3 separate regions of the Sus scrofa genome follow, and regions 1 and 2 are each linked to region 3. The links are chromatin contacts, called in public HiChIP or PLAC-seq maps. All regions are on one chromosome and are shown on one strand. Each heading gives the region's core, a stretch centred on a gene start, on an enhancer-like site or on the middle of the called end of the contact. The rest is flanking DNA. Distances are from core to core; before and after follow the strand shown.

Region 1 (3,975 bases), core at 232-2,731, 180 kb after region 3:
ACTGCTCAGTTTTCTGGCATCTATCAGAAAAAAAAGGGGCCTTTACAGACTCTTCAAATTACTACGTCTGAATAATTTTGTGGTCTTTCAAAAGCAGTCAATATCCTGGTCTTAAAAGAATCAGGTTGATTCTAGTTCCATGTACACTTCGGCAGCCTGATGAGTTTAAAAGAAATAAACAGTAAACAATTTTTTTTTTTTAATGTGTGCACATTTAAAGAGACCATTCTTCCAACCTAATTCATTCTTAACTAGGTATTTTTAAAAAGAACTGTATTCTCTCCTAACAACTATATTCAGAGACATGAGAAAACATAGGCCTCTGGTATTTCACATCCGGGGTCTCTTTTGTAGTGACTTGTGAGGTGCTCACCAGTGTAACTGACCCAGTTTTATGTAGGTATGTATTTATTTTTTCAGCTATGGGGATGCCCTGGGAAGAATGGAAATGGTATGAAGAATTTCAGCCCTATGTCCAAATTTCTCTTAGCACTTTCGGTATAAAGATGTCCTTACCCTGCCGATACTCCTGTTCAATCAGGAAAAAAAAATAGAGTGCACGTGATATACCATCAGGATTTCTCATCTCTCTTAAAAAAAAACCCCAAAGTTGTCAGAAATGCAACATCACGCAGTAAATTGCATAGCTGTTAATTTTTACGATTTAAATATCAATGACTGAGATGATTTCAGCTATTTATATTGATAATATTAACGATTCCTTATTAACGACGACTCCTTATACAAGTTCAACATGTTACAGCTCAAATTTCATATTTTCACATGTACTTTATATATTTAAAATATATCTTATTCGTTCATACTGAAATTCTATACTTATAAAAAAGGGATGCTTATCCTTCTTTTCAGGCAAAAGTGAGCTCCTTTCCAAACACTGGGGGTTGGAGGTAGGGATGGAGGCAGATATACCCCAAACTCACCCTCCCAGCAGAATCAAAGTAGCCTTCGGCCAGGGATTTGTTAAAATCTGCATAAGGATTCGGGAAGGCCCTTTGCGCCATCATGCCAGAAACGAGCCTGCAGAAGAGGGGAAAAAGAGAATCTACGTTGAGATGGGGACCTCGGCCCAGTAGCGCGGGCGGCGGACAGCGCCCGGGGAACATCTTCCTTCCAGTTCCCAGGCCACTTCGCGGTCCAGGTGGTCGGAGTAGACCCCGGGCCCACCACGGCCCAGCCCCTAGGGCGTGGCACCTCCGCAAAACGGCTGCCAGGGCCCCGAACCCACCGCGCCGCAAAGGACCCGTTTTGCACCCCACGTTCGCACTCTGGCTACGTGAAGAAACTGCCTGTCCAGCGTCCCAAATCCCTGCCAGGTCTCGGGCCACTCACCCTGCAGCTTCTGGACAATAACAGAAGCGACGCTTTCACTGCCTACTTCCTTCCAGGTGGACCAATCAGAACCTTCGCTACTTCGGAGGCCCGCCTCCTCCCATTTTCAGTTTGTTAAAGAGACAGGAGTGTGGTTTCTAAAGGATGATACATGGTGGTTTAGTTGCTGAGGAGCTTAAGTGCGAATATATCTTAGAATACTGTGCAACTGTGCCCAATATTTCCTACTTTTCTTCTCTTAAATTAAAAAAAAGTTAAGTAAACTAGTTAAAGTTCAGATGATTTATAAGAATTTGACTTTCTTTTTTCATTTTTAAATCTTGAGAAAAGACTGCTTTGAGATCTGAACACATTCATAGTCCTATCGCTAGGCTCGAATAATCCTTGAGGATTATTTCTCTCCGGAAACTTGTCAAACATTTTCTTTTATTTCTTAAAAAAAAAAAAAACAAAATAAAACAAAAAAACCCGAAACAAAACACTATCACCACCTTCGGCAACCACAATGACAAAAATCTTTGGAGATAATTTATGATAATTTTGCTTCAAAAGGACTCAGTCGATGTGAGTGGCCAAGGGCAAGGTATCAAATGACATTTGCTAAAATTTCAGGGAAAATAACATAAAAACACAAATCACAGCTCCTAAAAAATTTAATCTCTTAGCCTAAACTGTAGTATAATACCGTATTACTAAGCCCTTAAAAAAAATAACAAAGGCCAATAGAGCAGGACATCTGCAACATTCAATTTCAATGTTTAACTGTCTCTGGTATTTGAAAATTTTTTGTTTTCATTTAAACTTAAATCCCACCTGGTACAAATTAGGCCCATCTGTTGCTCTGACAATTTTGAAGCTCAGTTAATTTGTCAGAGTGATTTTCTCTTCTCTTTCCTTCCTTGTTTCAATGAGGGACCTTAACTCCAAACCTCTTGTTGAATCCCAATCCCTACCCCACCCCCGCTTTGGCCCAAGCTTGTCCCTCTGTGGCTGCCATCCCGAAGTCTCCTCTGTCCCCTGCTCTGGCTGAGTTGGTTCTTTTGAACTGCTGCTCTCATAGGACACATTAATTTCTTCACCACATTCGTGAAACCTTGGTAGAAGCCCTCCGTGAATCTTAAATTGGACATCCTTCCTATTTTAATAGATGGATGTGTGAAGGAGCAGCTCATAAAGGAGAAAAGGAAAAAGAGTGAGAGGCATTTTCAATTATCTTTAATTATTAAAGGCTCACTATCAGTTTTATCCTATTTGCAATCTTTGAGCTGTTAAAATAGATGATATTTATGTAGATTAATGATTATTAGAAAAAGGAAGGGAGGCATGACAGTGGATTGTGCTTGAGCAGAAATGCAAGAGTGGAAGGGGAGGAAGAAAGAAGAGGAAGACCCCACTCTATTGCAGTTTTTCGTTTAATTCTTATTTCTCACCCATTTCTCTCCTTCAGGAGACAATCACCATAATATGTTTAATTTACCTTTCTTTGGAAAATACATCATCGGCTTTGTAGGTATGCATTTCAAAAAAATGGAGTAGTACTATGAATAAAAACTTGTGTTTTAGATCTGTTTGTATTGCTCTGTGTACAGTTGGTTGTTTTTAGATAATTGCGTACTTAGTAGTATTTTCATGATATGTCTCCAAGTCCTTTTACTTATATTTCCCTCAAGGATGGGCATTGTTTCCAACTTCCACATCACAATAATGCATCCAGGAATAGCCAAGGACATGTTCTAAAGATGTTCTAGATGTGTTTCTGAGATATATACCAGAAATGGATTGCTAAATCATAGGACATCCTCATACTTAATTACCCAGTACAATTAGATTGCTTTCTAGAACTACTGGACAAGTTTAATTACCTCCAGTAGTATCTATTAGATAGTTTCTGTCATTCTCATGTCCTAACACTTGATATTATCTAGTATTCTGTTTTTTCCAATTCTAATGGACAATGTGGAATCTCATTGTTAAATTTTCACTATTTTTGTTGCTAATGGTGTTGAGTTTTTCTTCATATAGCTGTTAGACTTCTGACTTTTTTTTTTTTTTTTGTCTTTTTGCCTTTTCTAGGGCTGCTCCGGTGGCATATGGAGGTTCCCAGGCTAGGGGTCGAATCGGGAGCTGTAGCCACCAACCTACTCCAGAGCCACAGCAACGCGGGATCCGAGCCGCGTCTTCGACCTACACCACAGCTCACGGCAACGCCGGATAGTCAACCCACTGGGCAAGGGCAGGGATTGAACCCGCAACCTTCTTATTCCTAGTCGGATTCGTTAACCACTGAGCCACGATGGGAACTCCAAGACTTCTGACCTTTCTATGAAATTACTTACACCATAGCCACAGCAACTCCGGATCTGAGCTGCGTCTGCGACCACAGCTCAAGGCAACGCCGGATCCTTAACCCACTGAGCGAGGCCAGCATCCCTCGTCTTCATGGATGCTAGTCAGGTTTGCCAACCACTGAGCCATGACAGGAACTCCTACTTGTTCATTTTTTTTTTACCCATTTTTCTTGTGAGATTGTTTTAAGAAAGAGAGGATTTGTCATGCTTAGACTCTTCTAAACTTTCAAAACAGTTCTGTATTCTTCCAAAACAAGTTTGAATCCATATTCAAAAC
Region 2 (3,712 bases), core at 441-2,940, 250 kb before region 3:
CACCACAGCTCATGGTTTCATTTCCACTGTGCCACGACAGGAACTCCGTTTTCGTTTTTTTGAGCCCCCAAATTTCGTAGCCAAGATTGGCCTCTGTACACTGGCACTGTTAAGTCACAGAGATGGTTTTGGGTGAAGCAGAAAGAACAGCTTTACTGCTTTGCCAGGCAAAGGAGGGCACAGCAGGGTAACACCTCAAAACAGTGTTTCCCCTTGAGAGAGAATACCAAGAGGACTTCTAGGTTTAGCTCAAAAAAAGGACTGTAGGTAAAGATTACTGTCCTGGGATTCTTCTCCCTCCATGGATCATTTCTGTTAGACTTCAAGCCCCCTTCAAGGAGATAGAGTTCAAAGCCTCTGGCCAAGGCAAGAATTGCCAGACCTTTATCATTGCCCCACTTGTCTCTGTGTTTATGCCCTTTCCCCACCTTGAGCAACCTGGTCTACTCCTAGGAAGGAAAGTTAAGTGGCTCACTCCCCACCCCCACCAACCTTTGTTGGGCCTTAAACGCCCCAACCAACCAGCAAGTATATCATAAGACCCTTTGTTCTCAAACAATTAGTAGGTCAACAGTTGTGTCTTGAGACCTCCCCTCTCCCTGGGCTATAAAAACAGACTTGACCATGCACTCATGGTTGGCACTCCCTGATTATCAGGAAGTCATGCCGCTGTGCTTGCAGCCTCTCTTATCTCTCAGTAAACTGTCTCTCCACCTCACCATGCTCAATAAACTCTTCTTTCTTTTCACTCTGATATGAGTTCAGAAATTCTTCTTCTGACCCATGTGCACAGACCGAGACTATTTCAAAGTCATCAAGGCCACAGTCAGGTGGTCAGTGATGGGTTCTGGTGGTCTTTGGGGTTATTGCACCTGGACTTTCTCTTGGCAGTGAAAGTTGCCCACAAAAGAAGGAGGTTTTAAGGAGTGTTTCAAAGGAAACGAAAACACTAGGCATGCACTTTAACTCTAATGAAAGTAATCATTAGTAAAAAACAAGCAAGGAAAAATTATTTGTGAAAAGCCAGAGTAAGTTAGTGTGCCCAAGGCAGGGCATAACGTAATAGACTGCTATTAACTAGTTTTTAGCTATAACAGGGTTTCCTAATCATTAGGTCTTGAGTCAGCCTTTTGAGACTGAGGGGAGGCCTGGAAGGCTAAAGGAAAAGCCTTTTACTTCAAAACACAAGGACACAGGGGCTTTTACAGTTTTCAAGCCCTGACTGGACAGAGGAAAATACTGAGGGCATGGAGAAGCGATTAGCCAGGTCACCAGGTAGTATCGGGTAGAAGCAGGTTTCCGACCTAAATCTGACTTCCAGAGCTCTTAAGAATTCAAAGAGAAAAAATAGGAAGAAGGGTGGTTTTTTGTTGATTAACGGATAAACACACAAGTGAGACAGAAGGAGATGGAAGGAGCTCCTATGCAAACCGCAGCAAAACAAAAAAGTGATAAGAAGGTAAGAGCCTAGAAAGAACTGCAGGGGAAGTAAAACTAAAAAAGATCAAGAAACTCCTCACAAGGCTGGGAGACCTGAAAGGCCCGCCGTAAGGTCTGGGTAAGGAAGAAAGTGCCTAAATGTGGGGCCCCACCCCTAAGCTCTCAGGTTGGCCGCCCTTTCCCCAGGGAGGCGGGACTTCCTCCCCTCAGGGCAGCTGCTTCCGGTGGAGTCCGGAAGACTCTGCAGGGAAGAGGCGGGGCTAAAACTGTGCAGCCAGTCGGCGCGACGACTTCATCTGGACAGGTCGCTCGTGGGGTAACTTGCTCTAGGGAACTAGTACCATGGCGTCCGGCTGCAGGATTGGCCCGTCTATCCTCAACAGCGACCTGGCCAATTTAGGGGCCGAGTGCCTCCGGATGCTGGACTCTGGGGCTGATTATCTGCACCTGGATGTAATGGACGGGTAACTCCGTGGGGCTCGGGTCAGGGCTGCCGCGCGGGGCGGGCTCAGCGCACATTCATTGAGTGCCTGTTGAGTGCACAGCGACCTGTACCGCCAAGCGCCTCACTCTGAACGCGGTACTAAGAAGGTGCCTGGGTGGGAGCCCTGGCGGCCCTGCTTGGAGGGGATCCGAGGTTTGAACGCTTCCCAAACCTCAGCCTCTTCCCCTCCCCCCAGATAACGTATGGTCTTCTGGCATTTAGCGCCCGGAAGCGACCTTAAGGCTGGCCTGTCTCTCATTTTCAGTTAGAGAAACTGAGGCCTAAGGGGATAGGCATGACTGGCCCAAGCTCATATAGCTAGTTAGTGGCAAAGCTGGGGAGATAGATGTGTGTAAAGATAACAAGCTTGGCATCTAGAGTGAGAATGCCCAAGTTCTGACACTTGCTGGGTTTCTTGGGACGAGCCATTTAACCTCATTGAGCTTCAGTTCCATTGTGTGAAAAATGGGAGTGATAACACACCCTACCACTTAGGCATCTTTGAAAGACGAAATGAGCTAGTTAGTACACACAAAGTTTACAGTGCCTGAAGTATAGTAAATAAATTCTCTGTTAGTGTTTGTATCTTTGTTCGAGTCTTGATTTTTCCTGTTTTCTCTTTAGGCATTCTGCTCTTCAGGGAGGTCAGTTTATTGCAAGTAATTTTTAAGCACTGTAGTTATAGCCCATAATCAATATTGTTTGAAAGCAAGATGATGCTAGTTTCTTAAGTTGGTTATAGAATGAGGAAACAAACAGAGAAAACAGGTGAGACTCCCTCAAGATTACACACACTTTGATAGACTTACAACTTGGATCTTCTTGGGTTTACCAAGTGGTTCTCTGAGCGCCACTGACAACTGGTCATAAAAATCGTAACAGCCATTGTTTTGGTTTGGGGTAGAAAAATAAGTTTATTGTAAATAAGTAAAATCTCTGTGCTGGCCTCATGCAAATCTGCAAGTTCATAGTTTTTTTTTTTTTACAAAAGATGGTTAGTCACTTCCCTTTCTTTTTAATATCATCCCTCTTAGGACAGCTTTGCCTTCCTTTGTTCTATCTGGTTAAATTTGTTGTTTTTCTTTTGCATTCCACTCTGTTACCTCAATAATGTGCCCAACTAATAATGGCAAAATCTTGACCCTAAAGTTCTAACGATTCTAGGCTAAGTATGGAAGATTAGTAAATATTACCTTTTATAAAAACCTCTATTTTTAGTTTGCTATTGTATGTAATTCATTTATATGCTTTTTGTTTTGTTTTTGACACCTTTGCTTGAAAGCTCTGACCTTTCACAGGTAATATTACTGGAGTGTGTGTGTACCTCAGAGATGGGTAGCTACATTTTTGTGCCTGAGACAAAATTTTGTGTCTAAGACACTTGGAGGTCTCAGGATAGGCTACGGAGTAAATATGTATAGTACAGAGAGCAACCTGGTTTTAAATTCTCTACCTTGTTTGAGTGAGTGAATGAATGGAGAAAATCCTTTTTTTCATTTTAATTAGGAATATCAGTGATAACATTAAGTGATGATTATGAACACTTGACCATTTCTGTTCTGATACTGCAACCTTACGAACTTGGTACTGTTATCGGCATTAGCTTTGACAGTGAACAGTTTGAAAGCTTAAGTCATCTCGTAGCTAGGAAATGATTGAGCCGGGATTGAAAGCATGCAAACATCTTGTTTTGTCTCAGAAATTAAATGTCTTCTGTGGGTGTTATTGGGCTTAGAGAAAATGATTAAGACATTGTCTTCAAAGAGCAACTAATTTATATTTCTGTTA
Region 3 (4,083 bases), core at 1,184-3,683:
GCCAAAGGATGTTTTGTTTCCCATGAAATTCTGTTTTGGGTTTCTCTCCTTCTTAGACCCTGACCCTATCCTACCCTATCCTTCCCTTCTCTTTCTCTTTCACTTCTTAGTTCAGAAAAGACCCAGTCTTATTGGCAATTAGGTTGTTTCAATCCCTCACCCCGAAAATGGATTATTTTGTTCAGTTTACACAACTTTGCTTAAAGCAATGAAGTGAATCTCACCCTCCCAACCCCCAACGCAATTCATGTGTTGAAGCTCAAACTCTCAGTGGGACGGTATGTGGAGACCGAGCTTTGAGGTGGTTAAGGATCTGGCATTGTCATTTCTGTGGCTCAGGGAGCAACTGTGGCACCGGTTTGGTTTCTGGCCTGGAAACTTCTGCATGCCGAAGGTGGGAACTAAAAACACAGGGGAACATGTTTTTTTTTTTTTGAAGTGTTCAAGAGAGAGTACAGCATAACGAAGAAAATCAAAACAAGTGAAAAGTTTATTGGAACATCCATTTTCCAAAGACCAAGGAACCTGTACTAAATAAATAGGCCCTTTTTCTCCCAATAAAAACCAAGAAATCTGTACTGACTTTATAAATTAGCCATTGTCTTCCTAAAGCATTAAACTGCTACTGATCTAACAGGTTAGACTCTATTATTATTATTTTAAGCCTACTTACATTATAAAAGGGAGCTTGACTCCACCAGCACCTTTAGGCAACACGTGGGAGCTGGTTATATATACACAATCTCAGGCCTCCTTCCAGGTCTATTGAATCCATCTGTGCCTCTAATGCTTGAAGGACACAGGTGTTAGGGACCTGTTGAACCTCAGCACAATCAAAACTCCTTGTATAACCTACAGTCCCCCATATATATATAATATATAGCCCTCCGTATTTGTGAGTTCCCCAGAGCACAGTTCTGCATCCTTGGATTCAACCCACTGTGAATTGTGTAGTACTGCAGAATTTACTACTGAAAAAAATTTACATAAGTGGACCCACAGAATTCAAATATGTGCTGTTCAAGGATCAACTTTATTTTAGTAGTAGCAGTCCTAAGTGATTCATATGTACATTAAAGTTTAAGAAGTCTGTTAAAATAAAACTGTACTCCTTGACCCATTCAGAGGGTCCCTCAGGTCCTTTTGCCAATATTCTTCCTATATTTAAACTACTTGTCACAACAGACAATGCAGAAGCAAATCTTAGAATCGGGCTGTTGCCTATTAAGCCAGACATTAAGGGATCTACAAAAGTGTAAAACAATGTCACTTTTCTTACTTTTTGGGGAAAAGTTATTTTTCCATAAAAATGTTATTTAACATATAATGAGTTACTTTACATGAACTAAATGTATTTCCAAGTGTTGTAGGTATGTATAATACTGATATCATCCACAGATAAAACCCACATAAATAAAAGATCTTTGAGGACCTCTAATTTTAAGAGCACAAAATATTCCTGATACCCAAAAGTCTCACCTTCACCGTCTTATGAAGTTCTGGGACTGAGCTTAGAAAAGTATGTGTGTCCCAACGTCCTCACTCCTCAGTGATGCCTTCCCAGCCTTCCTCCACAACAGGAGGAATTTTGTTTCCAAAGCATCTTAGAGTGCTGCAATGAACTAATCGAACCTTCCTGTCACTCTCATTAGAGAATCCCCAGTGCTTCCAATTTGTTTATCTAATGACAGGATTTTAGGTGTTATACGGTAGGGGACGCTTTTGATCTTATAAATATTACCATAATATCACCGACCCACTTAGGAACCCTATTACTTCCTCCGCATTTAATTAATTAAAAGATCTGTCAGATCTCCAGTTAATTCCCTTATGTGATGGAGCCGTTATCAGGTCTTTGCTGCTGTCCAGGAGTGTCTTCTCCAGGCGTCCCTGCAAAGGGTGGAGGCTGCGGGAGTCCCACTCCCAAGTTCACTATGGGGCGGTGCCTTCTGCCACAGTTCCAACTGGACCAAAGGTCGTGGTGCCCAAGAGGTGACTCCCCAACATCGCCTCTCAGAAACTCTTCAAAATACAGACTCCCGGTGTCCTCCGTAGACCATGAAACCAAACAGGCTGAACCCAGGCCAGAAAGGGTTGGCAATCCCCCCGCCCCCACACCCTTTCGACTCCCCAGGCGGTGAGGCTGCAGTGGCAGAGCTCCGCTCTCGCCGCAGGGGGTATGATCACTGTTCCGGAAGCCTCCCGGCAAAGCCCAGCTGCTTCTCCTACCCTCCTACGCCCCAAGGCTCAGTTCAAGCTCTGGGCGACTGGTTTCGAGCCCCAGGAATGGAGTGTGCGTGTCGCCGCGCGGCCCTGCAGCCTCCCTGCTGCACAGATAGAGCAGGGCGGGCACTAACCTCGAGGCCGTCGGTAGGCGCGGAGCACAGAGGCCGCCCCACAAGCGCAGAGATCCACGGAGGAGTCGTGTGGCCATGGCTGCGACAGCGAAAGGCAACTTGGGCGATGGCGCGTCTCCTCGGTGACTCCCTGTGTGCGGGGCGAGGCGCTGGGACAGCGGGATGTCCCTGGGGCCTTCCTCCTTGCAGTCACACCCCAAAAAACCTCGCACAGCCGCCCAAGTAAACGAGGCCGGCGTACCCTTCTAGACCAGAACGCCTTGGGCAGCGATCCTCAGCTACCCTGCGCGAGACTGCGGACGGTTTTTTGTGACACGCCCCTCTGCAGAAACTTACCAATGAAAAGATTCTAAAAGTAAAACTGTTAAGTTCCCTGCAGTGTTCTGTTTTATCTAAGCAGTTGTTTTCTTTGGCTTCCTGAACAGCTTTGAGAAACTCTGTAAGCCATGGAGGCTCAAAAATGGACCCACAAAGTCATAGTTACATAAAGTTTGTGTGTTTGTTTGTTTTTAACATTGGAAATTAGCTTACTTAACATATAAGACTATGCAAGCAGTGTTTTCTTTTCTTTCTTAACTATTTTATTTCTTTGCAGTGGCTGATGTGGGGATCTCAGCTCCCAGACCAGGTTGGGATGTCGATGCAGAAGCCTCCTCATGTAACACGTGTTAGCTGTTTCTTTGTTTTTTTTCTTTTTAGGGCTGCACTCCTGGCGTATGGAGGATCCCAGGCTAGGGGTCGAATTGGAGCGGTAGCTGCGGGCCTACAACACAGCAATGTTGGATCCAAGCTGCATTTGTGACCTACACCACAGCTCACGGCAATGCCGGGTCCTTAACCCGCTGAGCAAGGCCAGGTGTCCTCATGGATACTAGTGGGGTTCGTTAACCACTGAGCCATGACAGGGAGCCATGGCAGGGGCTGTGTTAGCTGTTTTTATTCTCCTCCACCCACGTACTCACAATCCTTTTCAGGTTATGGTGTTTTAAAAATGACATTTATAATCAATTAACAGAAAATTAATTTTTTCCCCTAATTCAAGGACTCTAATAATGGTATTTCAAATGAAGATCTGAAAAGATCAGGTAAATTCATTTAGCTGTCACTATGAATGAATGTCCTGGTGCTGATGCAGAACTATCTGGAGGAACTAGTTGGGGCAAGCAGGCCTTTGCTTTGCCTCAGATCAAATTGTGTGGGTGACTATGTTTCTAATCTCCAAGGAGCACAAGGATAGCACAAGTGTAGATAACAGAGGCAAGGTTTCTTTACTTGAAGACTTTAAGAATTACTATCAAAAGGTTAGTAGATGCAAACTATTGCATTTGGAGTGAATAAGCAATGAGATCCTGGATAATGTGAGAAAAAGAATGTATAATATATGTATGACTGGGCCACTTTGCTGTACAGCAGAAATTGACAGAACATTGTAAATCAGCTATAATATAAAAACAACTTCAAAAAAAAAAGACAGAGAAAAAAGAATTATTGCCAATATCCTTGGAAAGTAGAATAACATAAGAAAACCCACCACTCTAATTCTAGAGGACGTGATCAGTGGTTTATACAGAGATGGGTCTCATTATAATTTCCTCATACTTAAAGAGACAGGAAGACATTATCTATGTGCTTAATGATTTACTGTGCTGCTTTTCATACACCCACTAATGATAGATAAGCTTTTTTTCAAATATGAAAATACTGAATAATTGGTTTGGATTCTTGT

What was found. HiChIP or PLAC-seq counts read pairs in DNA pulled down with a chosen protein or histone mark.
Region 1: a contact with region 3 is called in an H3K27ac HiChIP or PLAC-seq map of alveolar macrophages. The contact joins the promoter of LANCL1 here to the promoter of ACADL in region 3. A contact is called at or near these places in 1 of 5 promoter capture datasets (fetal liver), 1 of 47 Hi-C or Micro-C datasets (heart right ventricle) and 1 of 2 datasets of contacts at active chromatin or transcription factors (alveolar macrophages).
Region 2: an H3K27ac HiChIP or PLAC-seq map of alveolar macrophages shows a contact between it and region 3. The contact joins the promoter of RPE here to the promoter of ACADL in region 3. A contact is called at or near these places in 1 of 5 promoter capture datasets (fetal liver) and 2 of 2 datasets of contacts at active chromatin or transcription factors (alveolar macrophages and skeletal muscle).

What each region holds. Positions count from the first base shown.
Region 1 is chr15:113,147,700-113,151,674 of Sscrofa11.1, forward strand. LANCL1 (lanC-like protein 1) reads right to left here and starts at 1,482. Exons shown (of 10, transcript XM_021076409.1): 1 at 1,351-1,482; 2 at 942-1,038. The coding sequence starts at 1,025.
Region 2 is chr15:112,721,633-112,725,344 of Sscrofa11.1, forward strand. RPE (ribulose-phosphate 3-epimerase) reads left to right here and starts at 1,691. Exons shown (of 7, transcript XM_013984453.2): 1 at 1,691-1,893. The coding sequence starts at 1,783. LOC102158523 (a long non-coding RNA gene) reads right to left here and starts at 1,548. Exons shown (of 4, transcript XR_002339061.1): 1 at 720-1,548.
Region 3 is chr15:112,966,948-112,971,030 of Sscrofa11.1, forward strand. ACADL (acyl-CoA dehydrogenase, long chain) reads right to left here and starts at 2,434. Exons shown (of 11, transcript NM_213897.1): 1 at 2,358-2,434. The coding sequence starts at 2,434.